Linked DNA regions of Pan troglodytes: region 2 is linked to region 1. Evidence: chromatin contacts called from public Hi-C data. All regions are on one chromosome and are shown on one strand. Each heading gives the region's core, a stretch centred on a gene start, on an enhancer-like site or on the middle of the called end of the contact. The rest is flanking DNA. Distances are from core to core; before and after follow the strand shown. Region 1 has its middle 250 kb from the start of ANKRD55. Region 2 has its middle 54 kb from the start of ANKRD55.

What was found. Hi-C and Micro-C count contacts between places; a contact is called where the count stands out from the background.
Region 2: a Hi-C map of stem cell-derived neural progenitor cells shows a contact between it and region 1, with 3 times the contacts expected there. The contact joins two enhancer-like sites. A contact is called at or near these places in 2 of 7 Hi-C or Micro-C datasets (induced pluripotent stem cells and stem cell-derived neural progenitor cells) and 1 of 1 other capture datasets (stem cell-derived neural stem cells).

What each region holds. Positions count from the first base shown.
Region 1 is chr4:58,159,628-58,166,088 of NHGRI_mPanTro3-v2.0_pri, reverse strand. No RefSeq gene overlaps it. Among named protein-coding and RNA genes, the nearest start is that of ANKRD55, 250 kb to the left of the region's middle. Within about 2 kb of position 3,363, at least 13 of the 24 cell types and tissues checked have an H3K27ac peak or open chromatin away from gene starts, as enhancers often do. A contact at or near this core is called in stem cell-derived neural progenitor cells and stem cell-derived neural stem cells, where this site is marked.
Region 2 is chr4:58,357,423-58,363,883 of NHGRI_mPanTro3-v2.0_pri, reverse strand. No RefSeq gene overlaps it. Among named protein-coding and RNA genes, the nearest start is that of ANKRD55, 54 kb to the left of the region's middle. Within about 2 kb of position 3,548, at least 4 of the 24 cell types and tissues checked have an H3K27ac peak or open chromatin away from gene starts, as enhancers often do. A contact at or near this core is called in stem cell-derived neural progenitor cells and stem cell-derived neural stem cells, where this site is marked.

The DNA.
Region 1 (6,461 bases), core at 2,114-4,613:
TGTCCTGCCCCCATACCCACCCTCTGCCATCCCCTTCTTATTGCAACTTTGTGTGTAAGTGTGTTAAGACTCAGGGAAATTCTCCAAAAGCTCAAACTCCAGTGATCTTTATTACTTGGGGCCACAAGTGCCAACCAGCCTAGAGGGGTTCCTGGGAATAGGCGGGCAGATCACGAGGTCAGGGGATAGAGACCATCCTGGCTAAAAAGGTGAAACCCCAGCTCTACTAAAAATACAAAAAATTAGCCAGGAGTGGTTGCACGCGCCTGTAGTCCCAGCTACTCGGGAGGCTGAGGCAGGAGAATCTCTTGAACCCGGGAGGCGGAGGTTGCGGTGAGCAGAGATCTTGCCACTGCAATCCAGCCTGGGTGACAGAGCAAGACTCCATCTCAAAAAAAAAAAAAAAAAAAAATGCTGGCTTCCTGCCTTGTGATGTGGCAGGACTTAGTAGGCAGACTAAATCTGCCTACTAAGAAGTAGACATGGAGATACAGAATCTTCCACACGGAATAGAATTTACCAGTTACCTGGAAGTATTGGCATGCCCATAAAAATCTCCTTTGAGAAGCCATGGAACACTGTTCTGCCATCTACCCAACATTCTAGAAATTTACTTGCATCCTCTGAGAACCATCTGTGGTACTGGCATCCGCAACCTGTTGATGCAAAAACATGAAGCTTCTAGTGAGGAGGGAACAAACCCCTCTCTTTTGGAGGTATCAGTCTTAGTGTACTTTGTGAAAAGGGAAATGATCATGTGAAATAGTAGATGGCATTTTTCTGATGCTTTGCACAAACCTTGATTTCACATGGTGCTGCAGCTGTGTTGCTGGAAACAGTATAGCCTGGAGAGGGCAAACTTTGGAAGAGACCAGCTGGGTAAAATCCTGACTCTACACTAGGTACTGTGTGGCCTTGAGCAATTTATTTAATGTCCCAGTTTCAGTTTCTTGTATACAATAGGGTTTCCAAGTGGACCTAATTAATCATGAGTGTAAACTGAGAAAATGCCTGTACACTGCTTAGCACAGTGTCTGAACACGTCAATTGCTGTATGAATGCTATTAGCAATAATATACATTATTAATAGTTATTAATAAATAGCATTTTAATTCATATTAAAATTAAATATTTTAATAACTATTAAAATTAATGGATATTATTAATACTACATTATTATATTATCTGTTAATAGATAACATTATAAATAATATTAATAGTCCAGCCAGGCACAGTGGCTCATGCCTGTAATCCCAGCACTTTAGGAGGCCGAGGCGGGTAGATCACTTGAGGCTAGGAGTTTGAGACCAGCCTGGCCAATATGGCAAAACCCCATCTTTACTAAAAATACACAAACTAGTTGGGCATGGTGGTGCACACCTGTAGTCCCACCTACTTGAGAGGCTGAGTATGAGAATCGCTTGAACCCAGAAGGTGGAGGTCACAGTGCCCCGAGATCACACCACTGCACTCCAGCTCCACAGAGTGAAACTCTGTCTCAAAAAAACCTTAACAATAATAATAATAATAAGGCTTATAAAAAATAACCTAGGGAATTCATTAATGATGAGCAAATGGAAGTGATTCAAATAACCCTTTTGTGGCCCTAAAATATCCTGATAGGTAGCTATTTTAGCACGTGTAACATTCCGTTGTATTCTTTATTTCTTTATATCTCCACTATTTCAAAGCCTCTCCAGGGCAGGGAATTCTCTCTTTTACTGTAATGTCACAAAGTCTCCTCTATTACCTGTCCTATATAAATGTTGTTGAGTAAATGAAAAGTGAAGCCATAAATTAATGAGTGAAGGAGTAAGCAAGTAAACAAATACTCATTTGAAGGGAATATTTTTTGCATTAAACCGAAACAACTGTATCTTATACAAACTATTTCTAAAAAGATAGCATTTTCCTTATTTATTATGAACTATTGCCAACTTCCCTTCCCCTGTCTCTGAGAAATGCAAAGTCCCTGATTTAGAGTAATTTCTCAAGAGTTGTTTAGGGGTTGTCTTAGTCAGCTCAGGCTGCTATAACAGAATATATATTGTAGGCTGGATGACTTCAACAACAGACATTTATTTCTCCCAGTTCTGCAGGCTGGGAAGTCCAGGAGCAAGGTGCCAGCAGATTCTGTTCCTGATGAGGGCCTTGGTCCTGGCTTGCAGATAGCTACCTTCTTGCTGGGTCCTCATGCAGGTGAAGGGAGAAAAGGCTCTAGTTTTGCTTTCTCTTCTTATAGAGACTAATCTCATCACGGAGCCCCACCCTCATGCCATCATCTAAACCTAATTACTCTCCAAAGACCCCCCTCTAAATTCCATCACATTGAAGGTTAGATTTTCAATATCTGAATCTTGGGAGGATGCAAACATTCAGTCCTTAGCAGGTGCTGGAAGTATTAACACAGTGCCCAAAAACGATAGAATATTTCTGGTAGGATGAATCCACTTTCAACCCTGGAAGCCAGGCATTTCAGAGTGGAAAAGAAAAGAGAAGCAATAACTGCACAAATAAGCATCTTATTAAGGAAATCACTAGGTTTTTGAGGGCTGCACATTCTATGCTTTCTAAAGGATGAAGTCTCAGCAGGCGGAACGAAGCTAATCTTGCCTGGCTGCACTCTTCTGTTCTGGCAGGGGGCTGGTGCCGCTCCCTGCAGATGCCCACGATGCCAGGCAGCCTGGTTTAGTTTGTGGAACGTGCTCTAATCCGTCAGCACAGCCACAGTAGATACTCTGAAAACTAAGAGAATCACCTTCAGCAGCTTATCGACTAACCGCAGGCCCTTATCTCAAATGGGAACTTATTCAAACCGTTATTCAAGCTTATACAAATGAATTTGAGAGTCTACTAACAGCCCTGGCTACATAATTTGCCGGGTGCAGTTCAAACTGAAAATGCAGAGTCCTTTTCAAAAATTATTAAGCATGTCAACATGGTGTCAGTAGAGCATCCAACTAAGCACACGTCGGCTTCTGAGCACAGGTCACAGGCCCAAAAACCCAGCCATGCCAAGCAATGACTATCCAGTAAGTCAAACACCAGGAAACCCCAACCCCTCCACAGCCCTGCGGCTGCTGCAGCAGAAAAACAAAAACAAAACAGACACTCAACACCATCAGCATCAGCTCTTCCCAAACCACCAGCCTTCCTCAGAACCTCCCTCATTTGACCTGTTTTAACTCGTGTTCCCTCGACCTTCAAATTTTCAGTGTCCATAAAGCAGATCAAGGCTATCGCAAAACAAAACAAACACCAAAAAGCCAAACCACTGGATCTAGAGACCTACGGACTTGCCCTCCTGATACTTGCAGCTGGTGTTTAAGGACGTGCCTGCCTTGGGCGATGGGCGGGTAGAAACCTCACACACCAAAGCCCATGGAGCTCAACTCAAGGTTGCGAACCCCAACCCCGGTGGGAACACGGTCTGCAGACACGCCCCCTTAAGTCCCTGTCGCACACAATAAATTGCTTTCTGAATATTCCCTTTACAACTGCAAAAAATAGAAATGGCTGTAACTGTGCAGAGAAAGAAAAGAGAAGCTGGGATGAGCTCCATCAGGGGCCGAATCTGCTTCTCGCTGGTGGATACTGTGATAAGAAACCTAGATCTGAACGGCCTCACAATGGCCTATTTATCCGGCTCTCACGCACGGCCGGCAGCCCCGGCTGGGAATCACGGGGGTGGCAGCCGTCCCCGGAAAACGGCGGCGCTCCGACACAGGAAAGCCCGCGGATCAACTGATCTGCAGACAACGCTTCTTCCTTCCTGGGAAGCGGCCACAAAGGCAGCCAGCTGACCCCGGCCCAGCGCGGCTCCCGGCCGAGGAGGACAGGGGCGGGGTGGGGAGGGGGGGGAAATCGTCGCCCGCCCCGCCCCCACCCCCCAAGTTTCCTTTGGCAAAAGCATCCCAGGCGTGGTTCAGGCAGAGTCCACGCCAGCGAGGCTGGGACCGAAACTCTCCACGCCAGGAAGGCGGGGTAGGCGGACCCGCCGCCCCCAGCCCCGCGCGCCCGCCGCGCCCCCCACGGCCCCCACCAGCGGGCCCTTCCGGCCGGGGCGGCCTTGGCCTGGGGCTGGGGTTGACTTTGGTGGGGGGACAGGAACGACTGGCACAGCGCCCGCGACTGTCCCCTGAGGAGGCCCCTCCCTACGACTTTTGGTCAAAAGCAAAAAGAAACACAGACATGTGCGTCACCCCGGAAAGCGCGCGGGGGTTTCGCTCGCGTTTCAGGAGCCGACTTCGCATCCTCCCTCGGTAGGGGGGTCGGGGGTTGCTAAAATTTACCCCCCAACTTCACTTCTCTGGCGACAGAGCACCTTAACAGTTCATTTCCCTCTCGCTCTCAAGCGAAAACATCTTATTTTTGTGTTAAAATGTATAAAGACACCATGAGAATTGGCAGGAGGTCAAACCGTAGATTCTGAGACGCTCCGGTCGCTCCCCAGGAAGCGCTGTTTTCGGAAGTGTTGACCCAGCAGCTGGTCCCTGCTGCTCTAATGACACGATGTGTGCTTTCACTTTTTCACTCCCAAAACGACGTGGTTTGGAGTCTTGAGAGCCTTGGAAATCGCTGCCCGTGGAGGGAAAGGTCTGGAGAGGCCAGGCCAGGAGAGCAGACACGCTGCAAGAAGCGGAGGCAGCCCTGTGAACTCGCCTGGCTCCGCAGGGAGGGGCGAGGGTGTCTAGGTCGCAGGTGGAGCTGGCCAGCTGCGAGCCAGGATGTCCTTGCTCTTTCCAAATTATACACAGTTTCCACAAGGAAAAAAGAGAGGGGTAGGGGGTCCAGGCAGATCTTCAGCTGTTTGTATACTCTGCACCAGGAGGCGCTATCATCAGCCCGGACCCCTACTCCACAGGACTGAGGAGACCACAATTCTTCCCTCCAGGCAGAATCGTGGACCCAATATTCCCATCTCCCCGACTTCTCTTAACTCAGTATACTGCCATTAACAGCATAGTCAGCCTTCTGGACTTGAACTCCAGAAGGAATTTTGTCTCATTTAGTGCCTGCAGGGGAGCAGGATGAGATAGTACCTCTTGTACCGGCACAAGGTCTCTGAGTTGACTCTTACATAAACATTGCTCTGTTTCTAGGGACGGCATCATTTCTTGACCTAGAGAAACAAAGATATTGTGGGAAGGACCCCTGATGCTCAGTGGCAGTTTGGAGACCTGGCATTAGCGTTACTCAGTAAGGCTTCCTGATCTACCAGGACTGATCCAGTCAGCTTTGATGATCCCCTAGCCTGGTACTGGGATTCTTCCAAACACCCATGAGATCACCCACATCTCACAGGGGCTGGTAGTGTTCCAGCAGAGAAAGGTGAGGGTAGCAAGCAGTAGTCACTTTGGGCCTGAAATGAACATCTTGGGGTTTTTATATCTGCCCACCCACTATGGGACATTATTGTCCCTTCCTCTTTGCTACAGTGTTTCCAGAAAATGAGAAGTAGCATCTTCTTAGAAATAGATTGGGTACCCTGTCTTAGACCTAGTTCCTTTTTTTTTGTTTTTTTGAGACGCTGTCTCACTCTGTCTCCCAGGCTGGAGTACAGTGGTGCGATCTGGGCTCACTGCAACCTCCGCCTTGGGGGTTCAAGTAATTCTCCTGCCTCAGCCTCCTGAATAGCTGGGAATCCAGGTGTGTGCCACCACACTCGGCTAATTTTTGTATTTTTAATAGAGACAGGGTTTCACCATATTGGCCAGGCTACCCTTGAACTCCTGACCTCAAGTGATTCGCCTGCCCCAGCCTCCCAAAGAGCTGGGCAGTTACTTTTATTATAGTTCTAGATAACATAGAAAAGAACATGGAAAGCAGCTATGCAAGCAAAACACAAACACAAACAACCCTGTTAAAAAGTGGGCAAAAGACATGAACAGACATTTCTCAAAAGAAGACATGCAAGCAGCCAACAAATGTGAAAAGATGCTCAGCATTGCTGATTATCAGAGAAATGCAAATCAAAACCACGATGAGATCTCACACCACTCAGAATGACTGTTATTAAAAAGTCAAAAAAACAACAGATGCTGGCAAGGCTGTGGAGAAAAGGGAACACATATACATTGCTGGCATTGCTGGTGGGAATGTAAATTAATTCAGCCACTGTGGAAAGTAGTTTGGAGATTTCTGAAATAAAACAAAACTACCATTCGACCCAGCAGCAATCCCATTACTGGTACATATCTAAATGAAAAGAAATCGTTTTACCAAAAAGACATTCATTTTTATGTGCTTCACAGCATTATTCACAATAGCAAAGACATTGACTCAGCCTAGGTGTCCGTCAATGGAAGACTGGTACATATACACCATGGAATACTATGCAGCAATAAAAAAGAAGGAAATCATGTCCTTTGTAGCAACATGGATGCAGCTGGAAGCCACTATTCTAGGCAAATTAATGCAGGAGCAGAAAACCAAACAGTGCATATTCTCACTTATAAGTG
Region 2 (6,461 bases), core at 2,299-4,798, 200 kb before region 1:
TCCTTGTCATCCTTCTTGCCATGTCTAGGACCATGACCATCACCCTGACTTTGACCCACCTTGTCTTGGCCACTTGAGCTGCCACTGCTGGAAGTTCCTCCACCTCAACTATCATTTCTAAGTTCTTAATTTTTGATGCGTATTTTCTCTTGGGGATACTCACACTGGAAGGCTACCAACTTATATGTTTTCAAGAGAATAAACAGGTACTACATAAATGAATGAAGTGGGCTTGGTGTAAGACACTGGGGAGGGTAAAATATACAGAATGTCAGCTCTTGATGGGTGTTAAGGAGAAAAGTAAAGCAGGGAAAGGTGTTGGGATATGTACCTGTGGGACAGAGTAGGTGTGATGGTCAGGTTCCTGTGTCAGCTTGGCTAGGCTATAGTACCCAATGCTTAATCAAATACTAACCTAGGTGCTGCTGTGAAGGTATTTGGGGATGTGATGAACATTCACAAATAGTAGACTATAAGTAAAGCAGATTATCTTTCATAATGTGGTTGGGCCTCACCTCATCCCTTGAAGGCCTTAAGAGCAAAAATTGAGGTTTCCCAGAGAAGAAGAAATTCTGCCCTAAGACTAAAGCATCAACTCCCACCTATTCCAGCTGCTGGCCTTCCCTGCAGACTTCAGACTTGCCAGGCTCCACAATCCCATGAGCCAATTCCTTGAAACAGATCTGAGTGTGTATGCATGTACATATTCACATATATGTACACACACACACACATACACACATTCACATCCTATTGGTGCTGTTTCTCTGGGAAATCCTGACTGATCCAGGCTCAATTTTGGATTCAGAAGCTTTTGGACATTCAGTTTGCTAATTTCAAGTCTTTGCTCAACTGTCACATTCTCAGAGATGCCAGTCCAATCATTCTATTGAATATGAAAAATTAATCATCTTCCCAATCTGTATTCCTGATCCCCTGACCCCACTCTATTTCTTCCCACAGCAATGTAATTTTTCACATAACTGTGTTACTATTTGTTGTGTTTATTTTCTATCACTCTTAGTATATAAGCTTCATGATAGCAGGTGTCATAGGATGACTTCCCTGGGAACAAAACTCTGAGCTGGAGATTTGCGTGCAAGGAGGGTTATGGCGGCGGGTGCTCTCAGGCACAGCAGCCACAGGGTGTGAAGGAAGCAAGACTGGGCACAGAGAGGACTTGAACTGTGATTCAGTTGCAACAGAGGTCTCCACTGATTCCCAGGGGAGCCCTGAGGCTGGGGAAGTGCTTCAGGGATGTCCTGAATTGAGACAAAGGGGGCGGGCCCCAAATCAGCCAGTCATTGGATGCAGAGTGTCCCCAGGAAGGGGACACAGCTCCCTTTGGCCAAGGGCAATTCATAGGGAGGACTCAATGTGGGTCATCAGCCAGTAACAATCCTGGCAGCTGGGGAATGAGCAGAGTGACCCTGAACAAGGATCTGGGCAGTGCACCTGGCAGGCAGCAGCCATCTTTATTTCTCTATTGCTGCATCCTCAGTTCCCAGGACAGGGCCAGGATTGTTGAATGGATGGGTGGGTGGATGAATGAATGAATGAATGAATGGTTTTCAGAAAGGTCGGCATGTACAAACAGGATATGGCCACTGCTCTCAGTTGATGGGCAGAATGACAAGAGGATAAAAATAGAAAATAGGCTAATATGATCACAAAAACCATTAAGGCAGTAAAAAACAAAGAATGATAAATGAGAGAATAGAGGCTTAGGGCTATTCGAGGGAAGGGCAGTAAATACATTTATATGACAGGGCTTAGGGCTATTCGACGGAGGAGCACTAAATACATTTATATGACAGAGTTTCCATGTCTTACACACAGATCCTGAGCAGTTGTAGGCCCAGGGTGTGCTGTTACTGGCCTGAGCAGGACCCAGGGTTAAAGAAAGCATCCTGCGAACACAAGGAACAACTGGCTCCCGTGACAGAACTTTTAACAAGCCTTTTCTCAAATCTGTTGACTTAACGCAGGCCAGGGAATTCTTTGAAAGGCAACATGGCTATAAATCAGCAAGTTCTGCGAACATGCATTCCAGGGTCTTGGAGGAAAGGGCTGCACACAAAAGCACCTCTTCTAAGTCTTCAGGAATGCTGTGGTGAGTGGCCCTGGAGGTCTCGGGGTTAGACTCTGGGGCTGGGAATGAAAAGCATCCAGGAAAGGGGAGCAGGGAAGCCCCAGCAGAGCAGCGCAGCTTGCTTCTAAGGACAGCAATGGACACCTGGCACCCGGAGTGGTGCCTAGCAGATTCTAGTCACTCAATGAATGTCTGCTGAGTGACTGAAGAATAGTCAGGGACCTTGATTCTGGCCCTAGTTCTGTCATTCACTTGCCATGTGACCTTCAGGAAGTCTCTTTGCTTCTCTGAGTCTTGTTCATCCTGTCTGTAAAATATTGGGCTTAAGCACAAATGGAATCTTTGGGAATGAATGGCTCATGACAGTCTGAATTTATTTACTTTATTTATTTTTGAAATGGGGTCTCACTCTGTTGCTCAGGCTGGAGTGCAGTGGCACCATCATGGCTCAACCTCCTGGGCTCAGGTGATCCTCCCACCTCAGCCTCCTGAGTAGCTTGGACCACAGGCATGCACCACCATGCCCAGCTAATTTTTGTATTTTTTCTAGAGACAGAGTTTCACCATGTTGCCCAGGCTAGTCTCAAATTCCTGGGCTCAAGCGATCTGCCCACCTCAGCCTCCCAAAGTGCTGGGATTACAGTTGTGAGCCACAATGCCAGCTGAATTAAAAAGCATTTGAAGAGGTGCCTGAAGCTGTGGAAGGCAGGAGACATAAGAAGCCCATATGGCAGAGTTTCCTGAGCTAATGTGAGCACATGCGATGGTCAGGGGCTGCTAAGGGAAGTAAGCAATTCCTGCTATGGCTGCCACACCCCAGTGGGACTTGCAGGGGAATAACAGGACACTGTTGTGTCCACCACTCCCGGAGAAATGTCTCTTCCAGAGCTGCTGAAAACACAACAGATCTCCCTCTGGGGCAGCCTGACGCCAGAGGCCGAGGGGAAAGAGGAAAGTGCTGTCTGATGCCCACTGCAACTTCCATTCTATCTGAGGCAGGCCATTTCCTAAGGCTTGGAGGCTGGCAGAATGGCAATCAATTTCAGTCAACTGCCTGCTCACTTCCATCAGTGGCTTGATGTGGCACAAAGAATGACAGGCTCCCACTCAGAATAGGAGAGTTCAAATTCTAGCTTTTCTAACCCCTGCAAATCTGGCAACTGACTGAATTTCTCTGGATCTATAAAATGGGACTAATTCTATCTACATCACAGGTATGATTAAACTGGAGAAGATTTGTATAAAACCAGCACAAGTTTTTCCCCCCCACCCCTTCTCTCCCTTTCTCCCTCTACCTTCACTCCTTCCTTCTGTGCAAGCCAGCCTAGCTAGCTGGAACAGGACATAAACAAGGCCAAGGGCATGAGTTTGATGCCCATATAGGACCAGAGTCCTGGATAGACAACTTGCAAGTTGTGTGCTCATGCTTCTCATCACAGAACAAAGGCAGTTTGCCACTGACCAGTGTCACTGTGGACAAATACTATTTATTCAGCAAGGATGCCAAGCATTTTTAATCCCTGACTCATCAGGAAGAGGAATTTGGCAAAGAGGGGAATGGGGGTGGGGAATAAATGGGAATAAACCCAAGTGAGGCAAGAATGTAATTAGGAGGGTCAGATTCTACTGCTCTGGAGCACAGAAGGAGAAGGGAGGAGGTGGTCCTTTCCCTTGGAAGAATTGACACAAGGACCCCAATTCTCCCTTTGTAAACCTGGAAAAGAGAGCCCCTTGAAAAATTTTGGGGTTTTCATTCTCCCTCCTGGAGTTGCTCTGAATCCCATGGCTGTGGATCCCTGCGGAGTGGTGATATAATGGAAATGAGTCCTCAAATATCTCCATTTGCTCTAAGCAGTTTTTGTGTGCCATGTGGCTGTAAGTGTAAGTACTATCATGCAGGAGGTATGTCCATTTTTTACTTAAATCTGGGTCCTTATATTAAAAGTAGTTGGAGTTTAGACCCACATGACAGCCAGGCCTGATAGTTGGGTTCCCTATTTCATTTGACACTCTCTTTTGCCCCATATGTCTCCACACTAGGGGTTCAGCAGCCTAGCCATGGGAATGGACTTCATAGCGGCTCCTTCTTCTTGGCTGGGGGCCCTGGACCCTGATGAGGGCTGCCCAGAGCCTTCCCCTGCAGTGTCACCTTCTTGTGAGCTGAGTCTGAGGAGGTGCTTGGCTTCCCCCACCGTGTAGAGATGGTGGCCTGCGTGGTGACAGTCATTTGCTTTCCCTGCTTTGGTTGGTTGCCTCGCTCTGCCTGCTCCCTTCTTTTCCTCCAGCTCTTTCTTCCCCATCACAATGCCTTGTTATGATCTCCTCTTCCCCTCCCCATGATGCTAGAAACTGCCTCTTGTCTCACCACCCCTTTCTTCTTTTCCCAAGATTCCTGCCTCCTCTTCGAGCTCTCTCACTCCAAGTTTAAGCCGTGAGAATTTCCTTCTCTGCAGTACCGAAAGATGCTCTTAATACCAGCTCCTACTCCAGTGGGCCCAAAAAATTCCTCCAGGCAAGTGGGCACAGAGATCATCTTGAGAACTGAATAAGTCTAAAGGGGGAGAAAGTGGCATTAATTGAGCCCTAACTCTTTGCTAGGGAACTTGCATGCAATATACATCTAATCTTCACAGCATTCTTTTGAGATCCTTTACTACCGCTTTGTGGATGAGCAAATTGAGGCTCAGAGAAGGTAAGTGCCTAACCTGAGGCCTCAGTTAGTGAATGGCAGTCATCATCTTTTCCCAGTCTGTCTGACTCTGGAGTCATTCTCATTTCCACACTTCCGCCCCTCGCTGAATCCACAGTAATCTTCACATTCACCTCTGGCTAATGCAATTCCATCTTGATTCTTAGGAAAATATGATGTGTCAGGTTGAATTTTAAACACAGCATCTGTATTAATCCCTTTCCATGCTGCTGATAAAGACATATGAGAAACTGGGAACAAAAAGAGGTTTAATTGGACTTACAGTTCCACATGGCTGGGGAGGCCTCAGGATCATGGCGGGAGGAGGAAGGCACTTCTTACATGGTGGTGGCAAGAGAAAAATGAGAAAGGAGCAAAAGCAGAAGGTCCTGATAAACCCATCAGATCTCATGAGACTTATTCACTATCAGGAGAATAGCACGGGAAAGATCAGCCCCCATGATTCAATTACTTCCCCTTGGGTCTTTCCCACAACATGTGGGAATTCTGGGATATACAATTCAAGTTGAGATTTGGGTGGGGACACAGCCAAACCATATCAGCATCCTAGAAATTAAAGTTGGAGAAGCAGAAATAAATGTGTCAAGATGATTTGTAGGATGATAATGAGATGAGACACAAGCTCCAACGACTTGAGTTGAAAAATGCTAAATGTGTGTGTATTTTGTGTTTTGGGGCATGTTGTGTGCATGTGTGTGTGTGTATGTGAGAGAGAGAGAGAGAGAAAGTGAGAGAGAGAGAGAGAGAGAGAGAGAGAGAATAAATCCAGCAAATTAATAAAAGCATCAATCTAAGGCCACTGGTCCTGAATGCTAGGGCAAGATGAGAAAGCAGCTCAGGAAGTGATTATAATGAACAGGGAGACTCTGACCTGGGAGAAATCTTGTTACTCAGGATCAGGAAAATGTTAAACTCTTCTCAGCTAGTGTTTTTTTTATTAAAACATGCTGCATATAATTAATCACTCATAAATATACATTAAATAAGATGTCTGTAAAAGAAACACATATAAAACAAGGTCATGTATTGTTTGGTTTATGAAATGTTGTGACCAGAGGCTGGAAGGAGCCTGGCTCTTCCCAGGAGCAGTGATTCAGTGTTCACTAATTCATTGTCTGCAGAGACTTTATAGACTAGACCATAACTAGGCTGAATAACAAGAATTGACTGTTTCCTGTCTTGTTTACTGTTGTCTCTCCCACTAGACAGTGTGGTGTACCAGGACAGGCATTATGTCTGTTTTCCTCACCCCTAGATCCCTGCAACCCCTGGCACATAGTAAGTGCCAATAAGTGATTTTTTGTTTGAATGAATGAATGAAAGAGGAGGAGAATCATGAAAGTGTAGGGTCATAGAAGCCAGGGGAGTTTTTAGTACTAGCGAGTCATTAACAATGTAGACAAAGCAGAGGGATTGGTGAGGGAAGGAGGGGAAGTGCCCATTAGCTGGCATATGGGAGCCTGGGAGACTGGTTTCAGCTGAGGAAGGAGGGGAAGTGCCCATTAGCTGGCATATGGGAGCCTGGGAGACTGGTTTCAGCTGAGGAAGGAGGGCAGAAGCCAGGCTGTAGCAACTGAGGAATGGACAATGAGGAAGAAGAAAGAGTGTAGGCTACATTTTTGAAAGTTTGGGTGAGAAGAGGAGGAAAGGGATTTGATA